3 separate regions of the Mus musculus genome follow, and regions 2 and 3 are each linked to region 1. Evidence: chromatin contacts called from public HiChIP or PLAC-seq and promoter capture Hi-C data. All regions are on one chromosome and are shown on one strand. Each heading gives the region's core, a stretch centred on a gene start, on an enhancer-like site or on the middle of the called end of the contact. The rest is flanking DNA. Distances are from core to core; before and after follow the strand shown.

Region 1 (5,000 bases), core at 1,430-3,929:
ACTTGGGAGACAGAGGCAGGCGGATTTCTGAGTTCGAGGCCATCCTGGTCTACAGAGTGAGTTGCAGGATAGCCAGAGCTATACAGAGAAACCCTGTGTATATGGTGGGGACGGGAATGGCAAACAAAAAACAAAACCCACAAGCAACAACAACAAAAAATAAACACATAAATGACCTGAAACCAAGACTTCAATTTCCTGTCAAAGAAAGCTCTCCAGTGCTATGTATCCCACAACCTCAGGCAAAAACTTAGCTCAGTCCACTTGCTTTCTCTCCTGTGTGGCTTTTCCTCACCCTGCAGGGACCTCAGAACCTCTCAAACAAGACCTCTTCAGAACTTCCCCATTCCCAGAGGGCTGAAGCCAGGCTCCTGCTCCCTGCCTTACAGATCCCTTCCTCAGGCTGTGCTGGCTGCGTGCCCCTCTGCCTTGGCAGTTGCTAGATGCAAAAGTCTGGTTTTCCTTTATTTGGGTCACATGTCACCCTATCAAGTCACTGGCCTCCTCTGACCCTCTCAGGACAGCTTGGTGTAGAACCGATGACTTAAAGACAGTGTCCAGGCCTAGCTCTGATCCCACCCCCATTTCCAAGAGAAATGAACTGGGAAAGAAACGCATGCCAAAGGCTCTGAGTGTGGTGGCCTGTAATCTCAGCACTCAGGAGGCAGAGCAGATGGATCTCTGGGAGTTCAAGGCCAGTCTGGTCAACATAACAAATTCTAGGACAGTCAGGGTTCATGTTTCAAAAACCACACAGAAGGCAAGAAAATGAACAGTGCAGAGAAAAACGAACAGTGGCAGAGCAGGAAATTACATCTATTCCAAAATGCATCTTCCCCATAGTAGCCAGGGCCAAGAAGGCCGAGGATAAACTAGACGAGAACTCGATTACCCAACCAGCTGAGGTGGACATAAAGCTTCCCTTGCCTTCTACATCCTCCCTGAAACTCCTGACACCCCAGGGGTGAGACGAGGGGTGTTCTCTCTCTCAGATCTAAAATCAAGTAGCTCTGGCATCAGCTCCAAGGCACAGCGCTGTCAGCTCTAAGAACAGGATGCAGAGCTCTGGGTCTGCTGTCACACCTGGACGCCTTCTCCACCTCAGCCCCTAAGCACTGCAAGAAAACTTCTGGGAGACATCTACAGGGTAGAGCAGTGGACTAGTACAGCTCACCAAGTTTCCAAAGCAAAAGCCCAGCACAGAATGCCAAGGAAAGGTAAGTGATCAAGGCTCAGTTAATCCTGTCAAAGAGAAACATTTGAGAGGCTAAGACAAGTTACCTCGATCTTGCTAATCCCGAGCAATACCCTTGCCGCTTTGGTGCCTCACGGGTGGCCACACTGCCCCTTGTGCCCTTCCAGTTCAACACCTGCTAAGGCACACTTGAAACCCATATCAAATGGGTCAGGGTTTGGCTGAGCCAGGGCTTCCTCCACATGAAGCAGCAGGACCTCTGCTTTGGAAAAGAGTCATAAGGACATTGAACAACTGACTCAGCAAATCCTAAAGGGCACGCTGGGGAGAGGGCCTGTGGGCAGGATTAGCTGCCGTGCTAGGAGTGCTCCTTGGAGAGGGGCCCTGGGGCCAGCAAAGACCACGGTCCTCAGGGATTCCCTTCAGGGGCAGATCAGAGGGCAGGCTCTAAGAGGATCAGTCTGTGTGCTAGCCTCTTCCCCTTTAATCTCTCTTGATATTCTGATCCCTTAATCCCAATCAGACAAGCAAGGCAGTTTTGTTAATCCAAAGAGGTAAAGAAGACAGATCTGTACAAAGTCCAAGTGAGGGACACCACGTCAGAAGGTTCCCTTTGGAACAACCAACCATTCTACATCCTGGGAAGGTTGCCAGATTCAAGACTGGGTGGCAGTAAAGGTGGGGGTTAGACCACAAAATCAGATAAGGGGCCCCAGGGAGACCTGGATCCAGCCTCCCTAGGTTGAGAACAATGTCACCTTGCCCTTGAGAGCTGTCCCCTTGTCCCATAGCCTATGTCACTCAGTAAAACAAAGAAGAGACTCTACCACTTGGATAATCAATCGAGTAGGAATCCAGGGAGATGAAATGTGCAGCAGAAACACTGAATGACATACATGAAGAAAAAGCAATACAGTTTGGCACAAGTGACCCACCCAGGTGGCTGTAGTCCCAGCACACAGGAGGCTAAGCCAAGAGGCCCACCATGAATTAGTTTAAGGCCACTGCACGCCACATACTGAGTATCAGGCTAGCCAAGGATATATAGTAAGACTCTGTCTCAAAAGTAAGAAAGAAAAACAGTACTCTGTTGACCCACCCATACAGCCCTGTCAGGTCAGGTTGCATTAGACGAAGGATGCCCTGAGCCTGCCCTGTCCACAGGAGGTGGGCCAGGAACACTGGTGGACACACCCATGTCAAACAGCCAGGGCTAAAGACTCTGGCCAAACAAACTAATTCTGCCCCCAAATATTGATTCAGGCATCAAGATGATTATAAATCTAGGGCCTTCTCCTTTCCTTTCTTCTCCCCAAATCAGAAGCTCCAAGGGTTCAAGTCCTGGTCTCCGATATAGGACATGAATCTGCCAGTCACACGACACTGGACTGTTCTCATGGGAACCACTGAAGAGTCACAAAGGGGTCATTGACAGAGACTCTAGGAGGGGGCTGTTCCTTACTTCTTTACTCTTCAATCCCCCATTCTAGAATTTTCTGACTATCCGGAACTAAGGTTCAAGCTACCGATGGAGCGACTTCCCCACAGCAGCCCTGCTGCCTTCCTGTCAGTGCTGTCTTGCCGAGTGAGACCAGGCTGAGGAAGGTCACAGACAGCTGAATCTGGACCAGCGACACTTCCCAGGCTCCTCCTGCTGGGCCCAGGCCCCGACTACCCTGCCCTCTCTCACCACTTCCGCCATGCTGCAGAGCCACCACAAGCTAAACTGCCAGCTGTGGGCGTCCTCAAGGTGGGCATTTCCCTTTTCTTCCAACCGTGGCACCCACCATGAAGCCAGGACAGCACAGGGATACCCCCAGACAATCCTGGGCCCCCCATTCTGCAGCACTCTCACAGTTCTCAGCCTTTGGCCCACCAAGAGACTCCATCTGATCCACCGTACCTGAAGTCCTACACGAAGACAATCCCACATCCCTGAGGGACATCTTTTTTTCCCCTTCTTTCTTTTCTGTTTGTTTTTCTTTGTGTAGACCCCTGTGCCGGGAGTAAAGGGAAGCACCACCACGCCCCGCTCTTTATCTTTTCTTTTCTTTTTCTTTTTTCTCTTTTTCTTTTTTTTAAGACAGGGTTTCTCTGTGTAGCCTTGGCTGTCCTGGAACTAACTCTGTAGACCAGGCTGGCCTAGAACTCAGAAATCAGCCTGCCTCTGCCTCCCAAGTGCTGGGATTAAAGGCGTGCGCCACCACGCCCGGCTCTTTATCTTTTCTTTTGAAACAGGCTATCCCTCTGCAGCCCAGGCTGTCCTGAGACTGACTTTGTAGCTCAGCTTTGATAATCCTGCCTCAGCCTCCCAAGTGTCAGGATTAGAAGTGTGAGCTACTCTTTTTTAAATTAATTTTATTATGAGATATCACAAAAATGTTATAAGGCATTTTATTACGTATCTTACTGTATGCCCAAGCTAGCCTCAAACTCTTTGATTTATCATTCTTCTGCCACTGGTATCCAGATCAGACCATGTTCAAGCTCACATCTCCCCCTCTCTCGCAGATCTCCACAGGTTCGTTTGTTCCTTTCTTTCTTTCTTCCTTCCTTCCTTCCTTCCTTCCTTCCTTTCTTTCTTTCTTTTTTTGGTTTTTCGAGACAGGGTTTCTCTGTGTAGGGTTTCCCTGGCTGTCCTGGAACTCACTTTGTAGACCAGGCTGGCCTCGAACTCAGAAATCCACCTGCCTCTGCCTCCCAAGTGCTGGGATTAAAGGCATGCGCTACCACCGCCCAGCTTCTCCACAGCTTTCAAGTACACAGTACCCCAATACAGACAATTCTCTCAGAGACCAATGCATGCTCATCACTCTTTGGGGTGACTTGTCTCATCTAAAGAATGCTTCCACAGGCTGGAGAGATGCTTCAGTGGTTAAGAGCCCTAGGTGACTTTTAGAGGTTGACCCTGTGTTTGATTCTAAGCCCTTAACATTGGGTAACTCACAACTCCCTGTGACTCCAACTCCTGGGCTTTCTTCTGGCCTCTGCAGGTACCCCATATATATAGCATATATATACACACAAAAAGAAAAATATACAAACATAAACAAAAAAAATGTTTAAAAAATGCTCTGGACCAGACAGAGGTGGTGCACGCTTTTAGTCTCAGTACTTGGAAGGCAGAGGCAGGCAGATCTCTGAGTTCGAGGCCAGCCATGGATACACAGAGAAACCCTGTCTGAGGGGTGGGTGGAAAAGGTTCTGGGCTCTACTGGATTGTTTTCATTTCTCAGAGAGCCAGTTCCCATGTGTAGCACAGGATTGCCACTGGTTCTACAAGAAAAAGAGATGGAGTTACAACTGGGGGTTCAGGCTGGCCTTCATTCTGCTGGAAGCTGGGGTGGAGCTGTGGATTCAGAGGAAGGTCATGAATAAGCTTAGCCAGGAAGAGAAAATAGAGGAAGTTCAGAAAAAGGGTGGGACAGGGAGAGACAGCTCTGAGTCAGCTCGGCCTATGAACCTTCTTGTGGCAACCACTGCTGCCAGCTCCACTTGCTAGCCTGTCAGACCCAGGAACCATAAAAGGACGGAAGGCAAGCCAAGCCCGTTTGTCAGCCCCTGTCCTCCGTAAAAGGAGGGCTCTTTCCAGCAGCCACCTAGCATGGCTGGGGACTCAGAGCTTCCTGGCCTCGCTGGTTTGCTTCACAGCTAGAGAGTACCACTAACCCCAGCCTGGCCATGGAGACCCCACATATGCACATATGCACAGCTCATCAATAACACGCCCCCAAACAGTCGGGGGGGGGGTGGTAGGGGCATCAGGTGAAGAGCTGCTTTAGGGTCCCCCAGCAGGTAAAGAGCT
Region 2 (5,000 bases), core at 1,846-4,345, 670 kb after region 1:
ACGCCTATTATCTTTGCGCTGTCTGGGTTCCTTTAGTTCCTTCATGTTTTCTATTATGTTGATAAGAGGAAACAACACAGAAGAAAAGAATAATGGAGAAGAGAGGGAAGGAAAGTTGTCATTCTAGTTACATAACAACAACAAAAAAAATACAAATACAAATGATAATATTGGTGATCAGGAAAGAACGTTTCTACAAAGGCAGAAATTTGGAGTTATAGTGTTTAGTAAGCAGTGAGGTTAAGAATTTAACTATGTTAGAGTTACACGTACTTACTTGAGTTATGGAAATAGAGGGGAGTTGTATTCTCTTGTATCCAAGTCATGTTCCTATTCAGATCTTTTTTGTTTGTTTGTTTTTTTCAAGACAGGGTTTCTCTGTGTAGCCTTGGCTGTCCTGGAACTCACTCTGTAGACCAGGCTGGCCTCGAACTCAGAGATCCGCCTGCCTCTGCCTCCCGAGTGCTGGGATTAAAGGCGTGCGCCACCACACCCGGCTCCTATTCAGATCTTAAAGACCCCAAACTAGTTCATTATTTCAGAATCAAAGATCTCTAACATGTTCAGGCATTAAATTATTCTGTCTACACAACCTGTAAGTCTACCCCTTCTTTCTTTTCTTCTCTTTTATTTTATGTATATGAACACACTGTAGCTGTCTTCAGACACACCAGAAGAGGGCTTTGGATCTCATTACAGATGGTTGTGAGCCATCATGTGGTTGCTGGGAATTGAGCTCAGGACTTCCAAAAGAGCAGTCAGTGCTCTTACCTGCTGAGCCCCTCTTCCTTCCTTCCTTCCTTTCTTGAGTCACAGTCTCACCATAGATATTCCAGAGAGACCTCAAATTCAGTCCTCCTGCCTCAGCCATCCAAGTTCTGGATTACAAGAGTGTATATCACATCTGGTTAGCATTTCTCCTGTCTGTAATATTTCTAGGTTATCATATTAGGAGAAAGAAATGTAGCCCAGTGTATCTGTCTCATATATAGGAGGCCACTAGGGGCAGCCCCCAGCATCGCATAAACATATTTACTGGTATATATGTATCGTATATTACACCATTATTTACTTATTATATTACATATGTAAACATATATCTACACATACATACACATATTAGAGTGGCATGCATAGCAAGCCTCAGTCCTAGATATCTCTGGGAAACTATCTTCAACTTCAGTGTGTGAACTTGATCACAACAAATCTACAACTTTAGGATACCAACACCCCAATCACATACCTCCTACTGAATCAAATATTAAGCAATTCCTTTTACAATCTTCAACACCATTCATCCTCACCAACTCTCTAACAACAACCAACAGAATCATTTCATGAAAATACTGCCTAGACTATGTCATTAGAATACTGAGACTAACTGCTACTATGATGATAGAATATAAGAAGAAAAAAAAAAGTTCCACTAGAGGAGCTTTTCCTAGGCACCAATGGGCGAATTGTGACACGCTCTCAAAGGACCAAAGGACTCAAGAACAGTAGAGCCCAGCCAAATCCATGCCTCCAAATCCCAGCACTTGGGGAGTGACAGCAAGATCAAGAGTTCAAGGCCACAGAGTTTGAAGCTTACTTGGACTATATGAGACTCTGTCTCAACAAAGGAAAAGAGGAAGAGGAGGAGGAGGAGAGGACTTTATAAACCACTCTCCAAGCTCCACTGAGTAGCAAACAGCTTTTTTTTTGTAAGTATCTGTTGCTTACAGTGGAGAGACTACTAAAAATACCTACTAAACAGTTCATAAGTGACAGGAACTAGTGAGAATATTATCCAGTACTCAAGTTATATAAAATCCTAGTACAGAATTATAATGTATATACAAATGCAAACAAGCTGGTAGCCAAGTATTTATACACCTGCATCTATACCCACTTTTGTTTGGGGGATGGGGTGGGGGCGAAACTAAAATTTTAGGTTTCTGACTTGAAAGTTGGGTATGGTGGCATATGCATATAATTCCAGCACTCTGAAGGCTTCAGTCAGGAAAAGTATCCAAACTCAAGGCCAGGTTGGGTTACACAGTAAATTCAAGGCCAGTATTGGCTACAAGGTGAGACTTTGTCTCAAAAGAAAAACAAACACAAAATAAAAGATACTGCTGCCTTGGCAAAAGTTTAGCTTCTCCACCAAATGTGAACCAAGATAAAGCCGTTTAACCTCAGCACCCTGAGTAAACTTTTAAACTTAGTTTTGGGGCGGAGCCAGGAGAGGTGGTGACTACTATTTTCCAGAGGAGAGAGAGAAAACAGCCTGGTTAATCCAATTCAGTTGGCCAATAAAAACCAACCTCACAAATTCTAGCCACAATCCTAGAGAAGGTATCTTCTGTAACTGTCATCCTAAGCAACACTGGCTAATGAAGGAGACCAGACACCAAAATATTTCTCGCGCTTTTCTGATGCGAATGGAGACTGGCAAATTAAGCATTCTCTCTGATCACAACTGCTCCCACACACGCCAAGACCAAAACAAAACCGAGTCAGCTCTCTGAGGTCCTGGATCCCTCCAGTGGCCTAGCACTAGAAACCAGCCTTGGGGGGTGGGGGGGGGGGGTAAGTTCAGCAAAGGAAGTCCTAGCCTGTTAAGCCTTTCTCCTCAATTTCCCCAGCTCCTCCTCTCCGACGCGGAACGGAGGACTACGGAAAGGTACACATACACAGACTATTCTTTTGGGAACAATACGTCTCGGGGCCTCTACCGGACCCTAGCACCCAAGCCAGTTCGTGTCTCCTCCGGACTGGAACTCAGGCGCTGGCGTGAGAGGGTTAGGGCACCGGAGAACAACCACGGCGCCGCGCCGAGCAAGAGGGCGGAGGCTGAAACTCGCGCTTGGGCTCTGCCCCGAGGGCCCGAGGGAGCGGAGCGACAGCCTCGCTGTCTCCCAGGGGCCGCCGCAGGCCCGGGCGCACTGTTGGGGAAGGGGCGGGGGTTCGGAGCGCCGCGGACGGGGCGGGGAGGAGGCAGAGGAGAGGGAGGCGGGGCGGGCAGGCCCGGCCCAGCAGCTGGGCGGCGCAACTCACCTCTGCTCCCGGCCTGCGGAGCCAGAGTGGCCAGGATCCCTCGCAGTTCCGATGCGGAGATCCGCACACGCTCCAACCCCTCCGCCATCTTCGCGGCGGCTGCTACAGCTGCGGCGACTCGGCCACCGCCGCGCGCAGCCAGGAAACCACGACGGACGGGCGGCGCGCGCTCACCCACTCCCACCCTTTTCCCCGCCCCCCTCCTGCCTGCCCTCCCCAAACGACGGTGGCCGCACTGGGAGCAAAAGCATTCAGCACGTTCAACTAGGGCCTTGCCGGAGCGGGCGAATCGGCCGCGGAGACGGCGTGTGCGCGTGCGCAGAGGTGTAAAGCTAGGACGGTCCGCCGAGGCTCGGAGGTGGAGGCGCAGCGCTCTGGAGGCGAGGTGAGGCGCAGCCAGGTGTGACTCGCCCATGTCAGGTGGGCATTCGGGTCTAGGGATGCCAGTATTGCTGCGGTGACCACCGAGGACACTGCTTTTGATCTGGGGCTCGGATTGACGGAGACATCCTACAACCCGGCCTCCTCCGATCATTTTAGGCCGAAGTCTCCTTACCGTAGGCCTGGATTGTGGAGTTTAAATATCTTTTATTATTATCCCCATTACTGGTAAACGGAATCTCAGAGAGTGGAAGAAGTAAATTGCTCCGTGTATCGTTTGATTGTACCAGAGTACTAAAGTCTATGACAGTTCATCCCTAAGACTTGCTGGAGGTCGTTGTGTGGAGGTAAAAAAAGAAGGAAATTATTCGATCTGGGAATTACTGTTAGCATTGAGAATTTTTTAAAATTACTTTTTTAGTACTCAAGTCAATTCTCCCATCTTTACATCTTTAAATTTTTACTGATGCTGGTAAAAATAGCTCATTCTTATATTCACGGTACTTCAAAGGCTGTGGTGGGAGCATTGCAAGTTCAAGCCTGGGCAACATAGCACATTTGAGGCTAATCAAGGCAACATATTAGAAGACCTTGTCCCCCAAAAAGGAAGCAAAAAGTTAATTAGACTAGAAGATGGGTACTTTAAGCTCATTGACCATTAACTCCTATTAGAAACGGTGGGGTGGAGAAACTTCCTATCCAAAGACTGCCTTTCTCCAGTCTTTCCTTCTTCCCTGTCTCACACAGTCATTGACCCTTTAGACCTCAAAAAGTAATAACCAGTTATGCCTTGATCATAGTATAAAATATTTGATAGTACTCATACAGTTCCTGTTATGTGACAGATATTTCACCATCAAAAGAGAAAAATGCCGGGCGCACGCCTTTAATCCCGCACTGGGGGAGGAGGGGCCGGCAGAGGCAGGCGGATTTCTGAGTTCGAGGCCATCCTGGTCTACAAAGTGAGTTCCAGGACAGCCAGGGCTATACAGAAAAACCCTGTCTCGAAAAACCAAAAAAGAGAGAGAGAGAGAGAGAGAAAGACAATGACTGAGAAATAGTCAACAGCTCAAATGAATGGGTATAATTAATTAGAGTGGCCAGAACAAATGGCAGTTTTTGTCAAAAGATTTGAGAGGAATAGGAAATATAAAAACTGCTTTGCTGGGGCTGGCAAGATGACTCAGCGGGTAAGAGCACTGACCTGCTCAGGACCAAAGGTCCTGAGTTCAAATTCCAGAAACCACGTGGCTCACAACCATCTGTAATGAGATCTGGCGCCCTCTTCTGGTGCGTCTGGAGTGAGAGGAGTTGACTAGAGAGAGCTGGTCCTACCAGAGCAAGCAGAGTTGATCCAAAGGTCCTAAAATTCCCAGCAACCACATGAAGGCTCAGAACCTACAGCTACAGTGTACCCACATACAGTAAATAAATAAATCTTTAAAAACAAAACAAAACAAAAAAAACCTGCTTTGTGCTCCTGGCATGATAGCACATGCTGTAACTCTAGCACTTGGGAGGAAGATCAAACTTTAAGGCTGTGTTCCACCATTGAGTCCATTGAGTTTAAAGCTAAACCA
Region 3 (5,000 bases), core at 877-3,376, 580 kb before region 1:
TGTAGACCGTGTGCATGCCTGGTGTCCAAGGAAGCTATAAAAGGGTGCTGGCTCCCTTGGAACTGGAGTTACAGACTGATGTAAGCCACCATGTGGGTGCTGGGAATTGAATCCAGGTCGTCCGGGAGATCAGCCAGTGCTCTTAACTGCTGAGCCATCTCTCTGTCCCCTTTATTTTTAAATTATGTATATGTGCATCTTGTGTGTGGGTGTTCCTGGAGGGGATGTCTGATGCCTTGGAGCTGGAGTTCCACGGTGGCCAGCTGCTCAATGAAGGTGCTGGAAACTGAACTTAAGTCCTGGATCCTCTGGAAGAACAACAAGCATCTTTAATGGCTCAGCTATCTTGCCAGCCTTTGTTTTTTGATTTTTAAGACAGAATTTCATTACATAGTCCAGCTAGCCTCAAACTCTCCATCTTTCTGCTTCAGGTCCCAGAATCCTGGTATTTATAGGCATGTGCCACCACATCCAGACAGCACCTATGGTTTCTGATAATAAAAGTACCATATGGAGAAAAAAAAAAAAAAAAGCTGGGCAGTGGTGGCGCATGCCTTTAGTCCCAGCACTTGGGAGGCAGAGGCAGGCAGATTTCTGAGTTCGAGGCCAGCCTGGTCTACAGAGTGAGTTCCAGGACAGCCAAGGCTACACAGAGAAACCCTGTCTTGAAAAACAAACAAACAAACAAACAAACACAAAAAAAAGTACCATATGTTGATTGTAGATGTGTGGGAAAATAAAGAAAAAATATATTTCCCTGTCATTTGCTTTTGGTTGAGACAGTACATTTTCCTTATCCACCTACTCTTCACCTTCCAAGTGTTGGGATTATAGGCTTGTACCATCACACCCAGCCAATTTTGCTCTCAGAAATAAATATTCTGCTTTCTGAAATACACTGTGCATATATCGCTATGTCATTAAATAATTGTCAAAATAATACTTTTATGAGTCAATAATATATGTGTGGAGGTTAGAGGGTAACTTGTGGAAGTTAGAACTCTCTTATCAACATGTGGGTTCGATGGATGAATTCAAGCATCAGGCTTGAGGGCAAATGCTCTACTGGCTGAGCCATCTTGATGTCTCTCACAGTCCTCCTGCAATTATATTTTAAAGCATTCTTTTGTTGCTGTTGCTAAAACTTATACTACTCACACATTTTTGGGGGGCAAACTAAAACAACAATAAAATTCCATTCCTAAAACTATAATGTTTTTTAAAAACTAAAAAAAAAAAAGCAAATTATATTATTCCTGAAGCAATTTTTATAAAACTATATGTACGGAAAAAAAAAAAAAAGTTCAGCAGGGCCAGATACTCCTCTGTCGAGGTTTTCACAATGTTGAACTGGTAAGGCAACCCTTCCCTTGGCTGCAATTCCATCATTGTTCCAGTGCCTGCTGGAAAAGCGGTTCCACAGGGCTATCTGGCTCCTCTTTTTGTAATGTACGCGGCTAAACACCCTAACATTTCCTGTACTACCTGCCTAAGTTTGCATAATACTTCCATATTTAATGTCACCCCATCTAACGTAGTGTAAGCAGGGCAGATGGGAATACTTTGTTCAAGATCATAAGGTTATCAAGGGTGTAAATAAGGATGTACAGCCCGGACATTCGGTCTCAAAAACCAAACACTTCCCAGCGTTGGGTCGCTTTTCTCCTTACTCCCCACCCTAGCGAGGAGGCTTCAGACAATTCTGCCCAGTAGATCCTTATCTAAGGAGCAGAAGCTCTCCCAAACCTCAAATGTCTTTGGCAACACTGCCACTTACCAGCTGGGGTCATTTCACTCCCGATGGCAGGGGGACACAGACTGCCCTAGACCAAGGGGATCCAGCGAGCGGGTTGCACGTTGGCTTCATGGCCAGCGGGGCTTATTGCCCATCCATTGGGACACTGCCGTGGCTACCGCTCTCTGGGGCGCCCGGGCGACACTACGGCGCTGGTGGGGGATGCGCCCTGGGCGAAGAAGAGAGGGCTTTCAATCTTAAGAACCCGCCGCGTGCGAACAGGGAACTTGAGGTTAAGGGTTGTCTGGAGATTTTCCAGGGACTTGACAGCCATGCCTGCGGAAGTCAGTCCTCCGCTATCCCAGAGTCCCCCGGTTCCCGGAAGTGCCCAGTTCTCCGGAAGTGCCAGGCTAGCCGAGTAAGTAGCGGCTCCCTCGAGCCCCGTACCTGGAGGCTTGCTCTTCTGGGGTCCTGGTGACAGACAGGTCGCGAGCAGGATTGGAGAGGGCGTCGGGGGCTGAGCGGCGGGATGATGGAGGAGGAGGAACTGGAGTTTGTGGAGGAGCTGGAGGCTGTGCTGCAGCTCACGCCAGAGGTGCAACTCGCCATCGAGCAGGTGAGCGCTCCACCCCCTCGGGAGGAAGCTGCGGTGGAAGGGGCAGCTCTAGGCCAGGGTCGAATCTCCCCTGCTAGGCTGGAAAGGTGGCGGTTCTTATGCTGAGCGGAAGTCTGGATGGTGGTAAAGGTGGGGATGGGTTTTTCAGCCTGGGGACCGAACACGTCTTCTCTAGGCTCTGTGTTTCCGAGGTTGTTACGCCCTGCTGAGTTTGGGCCGAGCTGTCCTCTTTGACAGGATAAACCTAGAGGGAGCCCCGTGACTAGAGAATTCGGATTATGGTTGATTTTAAGACTCTATTCATTTTCCAGCTAGTGCGGCTTCTTCCATTTCTCTGGTTAAACTCTTGGAGTGGTTTGGAATTGGCAGTGGGATACTTCCATTGCGGAAACGAATGACAGAATAGGGTTGTGGGGCGGCATACTGGAAAATGACCCTTGTGCTGGTGTGCGCGTGCGCGCGCACTTGACACTCGCTGGAGTCATCTGGGAAAAGGAAGCCTCAGTTGAGAATTGCTTCCATCAGATTGGCCCACGGGCAATCTGTGGGGGCATTTTCTTGGTTGATGCTGTAGAATGGCCCAGCCCACTGTGGGAGGTACCACCCCTGGGCAGCAGGTTCTGGATTGTATAGAAAAGCAAGCTGAGCAAGCCATGGAAAGCAAGCCAGTAAGTAACATTCCTTCGTGATTTCTGCTCCATTTCCTGGCTTGGCTTCACCTGATGACGACATACTATAACCTGTAATCCAAATAAATTATTTACTTTACAAGTTGTTTTTGGTCATGCTGTGTTATCACAGCAATGTAAAGCAAACTAAGACAAATCTGTACCATAACTAAAAGACTGAGGGCTAGTGAGATAGTTCAGTGGGTAAAGGCACTGTGCCACCAAGCCTGCTGACCTGAGTCTCTTCCCCAGGATCCTCAAAATAGAGGGAGAAAACTACTCCTGGACAAAACACACATACACATGCACACGTCTCCCCAACCTCTGGTCTACAAAGTGAGTTCCAGGACAGCCAGGGATACACAGAGAAACCTGTCTTGAAAAACAAAAAAATAAAGTATTAATGGTCCATATATGCTAATTATTAGTAGTAGAATTATTTTACTTGGGCTACCTTCCCAATAGCCATTAAATGAGACACACTCTTTCTTTCCTTTCTTTTTTATTAGTATTGGAGGTTGAACAAATCCTTGGCACATGAGATAAGTGTCTTACCACAAAGCAATATCCATAGCTCCTAATGTGCTTCTTCTTACACTATAACCCCATGTCAGTTCCCTTAAGGAAGATCTTTCTCCCTCTATCAACAAAACCTTACAAAAACCTACACAGTTACTTCTAATATTATGACCATACATCTTAATATAGTTGACAGGAGACTTTAGTCAACAAAAAACTTCTTGTTGGGAAGAGAAGACTCTTAGGGATATTCTTTTTTTTTTTTTTTTAAAGATTTATTTATTATATGTAAGTACACTGTAGCTGTCTTCAGACACTCCAGAAGAGGGCGTCAGATCATGTTACAGATGGTTGTGAGCCACCATGTGGTTGCTGGGATTTGAACTTCGGACCTTCGGAAGAGCAGTCGGGTGCTCTTACCCACTGAGCCATTTCACCAGCCCCCAGGGATATTCTTTAGTGTCACCCAAATTGCAAAAATTCTCAACTTTGGGCTGGAGAGATGGCTCAGCGGTTAAGAGCACTGACTGCTCTTCCAGAGGTCCTGAGTTCAATTCCCAGCAACCACATGGTGGCTCACAACCACCTGTAATGTGTAATGTGGTCTGATGCCTTCTTCTGGTGTGTGTGAAGAGAACTACAGTGTACTCATATACATAAAACAAATAAATCTTTTTAAAAAATTCTCAACCTTTTAAGATTTGTACTGTATTTTTGTGTATGTGACCTGTGCATGAGTCCCCTTGAAATCCCTTAAACTGCCCATGCAGTACAGTGTCTAGACATCTTTTGGTAAATCTAGAATTTTTCTGCCAACACTGAGGCCTGGCATTCTCTCTATAGGTGTCACCGGATGAAGTAGCTTAAGTCAAGGGCTGCGTTGTGTGAAATCTGTTAATGCCTGGGATTAGACCCAGGAACAGGAAGAGAAGAATGAAGAAACTGGGAGCAGTTAGGAAGTGAATAACCCACTTCCTCATACCAGCTCACAATGACAGGCCCTGTTCCCAGCACTCCCTCTGCAAAGGGCTTTTCATTAATTCTATAATTGCATGTATGTGTCACTTGTACGTGTGGTGTATTCTCACCTTAGGTGTGCAGCACAGAAGTGCAATGCTAAACTTTCAAAAGAAACGACTAAGCTCCACCTCTCACTGCCTTTGCCTCTGCTTGCCCTCCACATCCTAGAAGCTGTGACTCTTCTACCTTTCCTAGGAAGTCATTGGTTTGTCCGTGTTTATTCTTAAATAAAAAAAAAATTACTTATTTACTGTTTATGTGTGTATGTTTGGGCCTGAATGAGTTTATGTGCCCCATGTAAATTCAGGAGCCCTTCAAGGCCAGAAGATGCAGTCGATTCCCTGAAACTGGATTTGGAGGCAGTTGCAAGGAACCATATGGGTTCTAGAAACTGAACCCAAGTCTTCTTGTAAGAGCAGCCATTGCTTTTAACCCATCGCTC

What was found. HiChIP or PLAC-seq counts read pairs in DNA pulled down with a chosen protein or histone mark. Capture Hi-C pulls out chosen DNA fragments and counts their contacts.
Region 2: a FOXA1 HiChIP or PLAC-seq map of pancreatic cancer cells shows a contact between it and region 1. The contact joins the promoter of Srr here to the promoter of 4931413K12Rik in region 1. A contact is called at or near these places in 3 of 39 promoter capture datasets (hippocampal neurons, liver and pre-B cells), 1 of 484 Hi-C or Micro-C datasets (embryonic stem cells) and 4 of 115 datasets of contacts at active chromatin or transcription factors (extraembryonic endoderm stem cells, forebrain, memory CD8 T cells and 1 more).
Region 3: a promoter capture Hi-C map of liver shows a contact between it and region 1, with 2.5 times the contacts expected there. The contact joins the promoter of Vps53 here to the promoter of 4931413K12Rik in region 1. A contact is called at or near these places in 4 of 39 promoter capture datasets (hippocampal neurons, maxillary cranial neural crest, pre-B cells and 1 more) and 3 of 9 other capture datasets (adipose tissue, liver and pancreatic islet).

The regions. Positions count from the first base shown.
Region 1 is chr11:75,592,479-75,597,478 of GRCm38.p6, reverse strand. 4931413K12Rik (RIKEN cDNA 4931413K12 gene) reads left to right here and starts at 2,679. Exons shown (of 2, transcript NR_166698.1): 1 at 2,679-2,945. The region is part of intron 2 of Pitpna (phosphatidylinositol transfer protein, alpha); the gene reads right to left.
Region 2 is chr11:74,924,043-74,929,042 of GRCm38.p6, reverse strand. It overlaps Srr (serine racemase), which reads left to right and starts at 3,095. Exons shown (of 9, transcript NM_013761.5): 1 at 3,095-3,424. Smg6 (Smg-6 homolog, nonsense mediated mRNA decay factor (C. elegans)) reads right to left here and starts at 3,189. Exons shown (of 19, transcript NM_001002764.2): 1 at 3,040-3,189; 2 at 1-50. The coding sequence starts at 3,127.
Region 3 is chr11:76,176,764-76,181,763 of GRCm38.p6, reverse strand. It overlaps Vps53 (VPS53 GARP complex subunit), which reads left to right and starts at 2,126. Exons shown (of 22, transcript NM_026664.4): 1 at 2,126-2,351. The coding sequence starts at 2,265. It also overlaps a transcript of Tlcd3a not described here.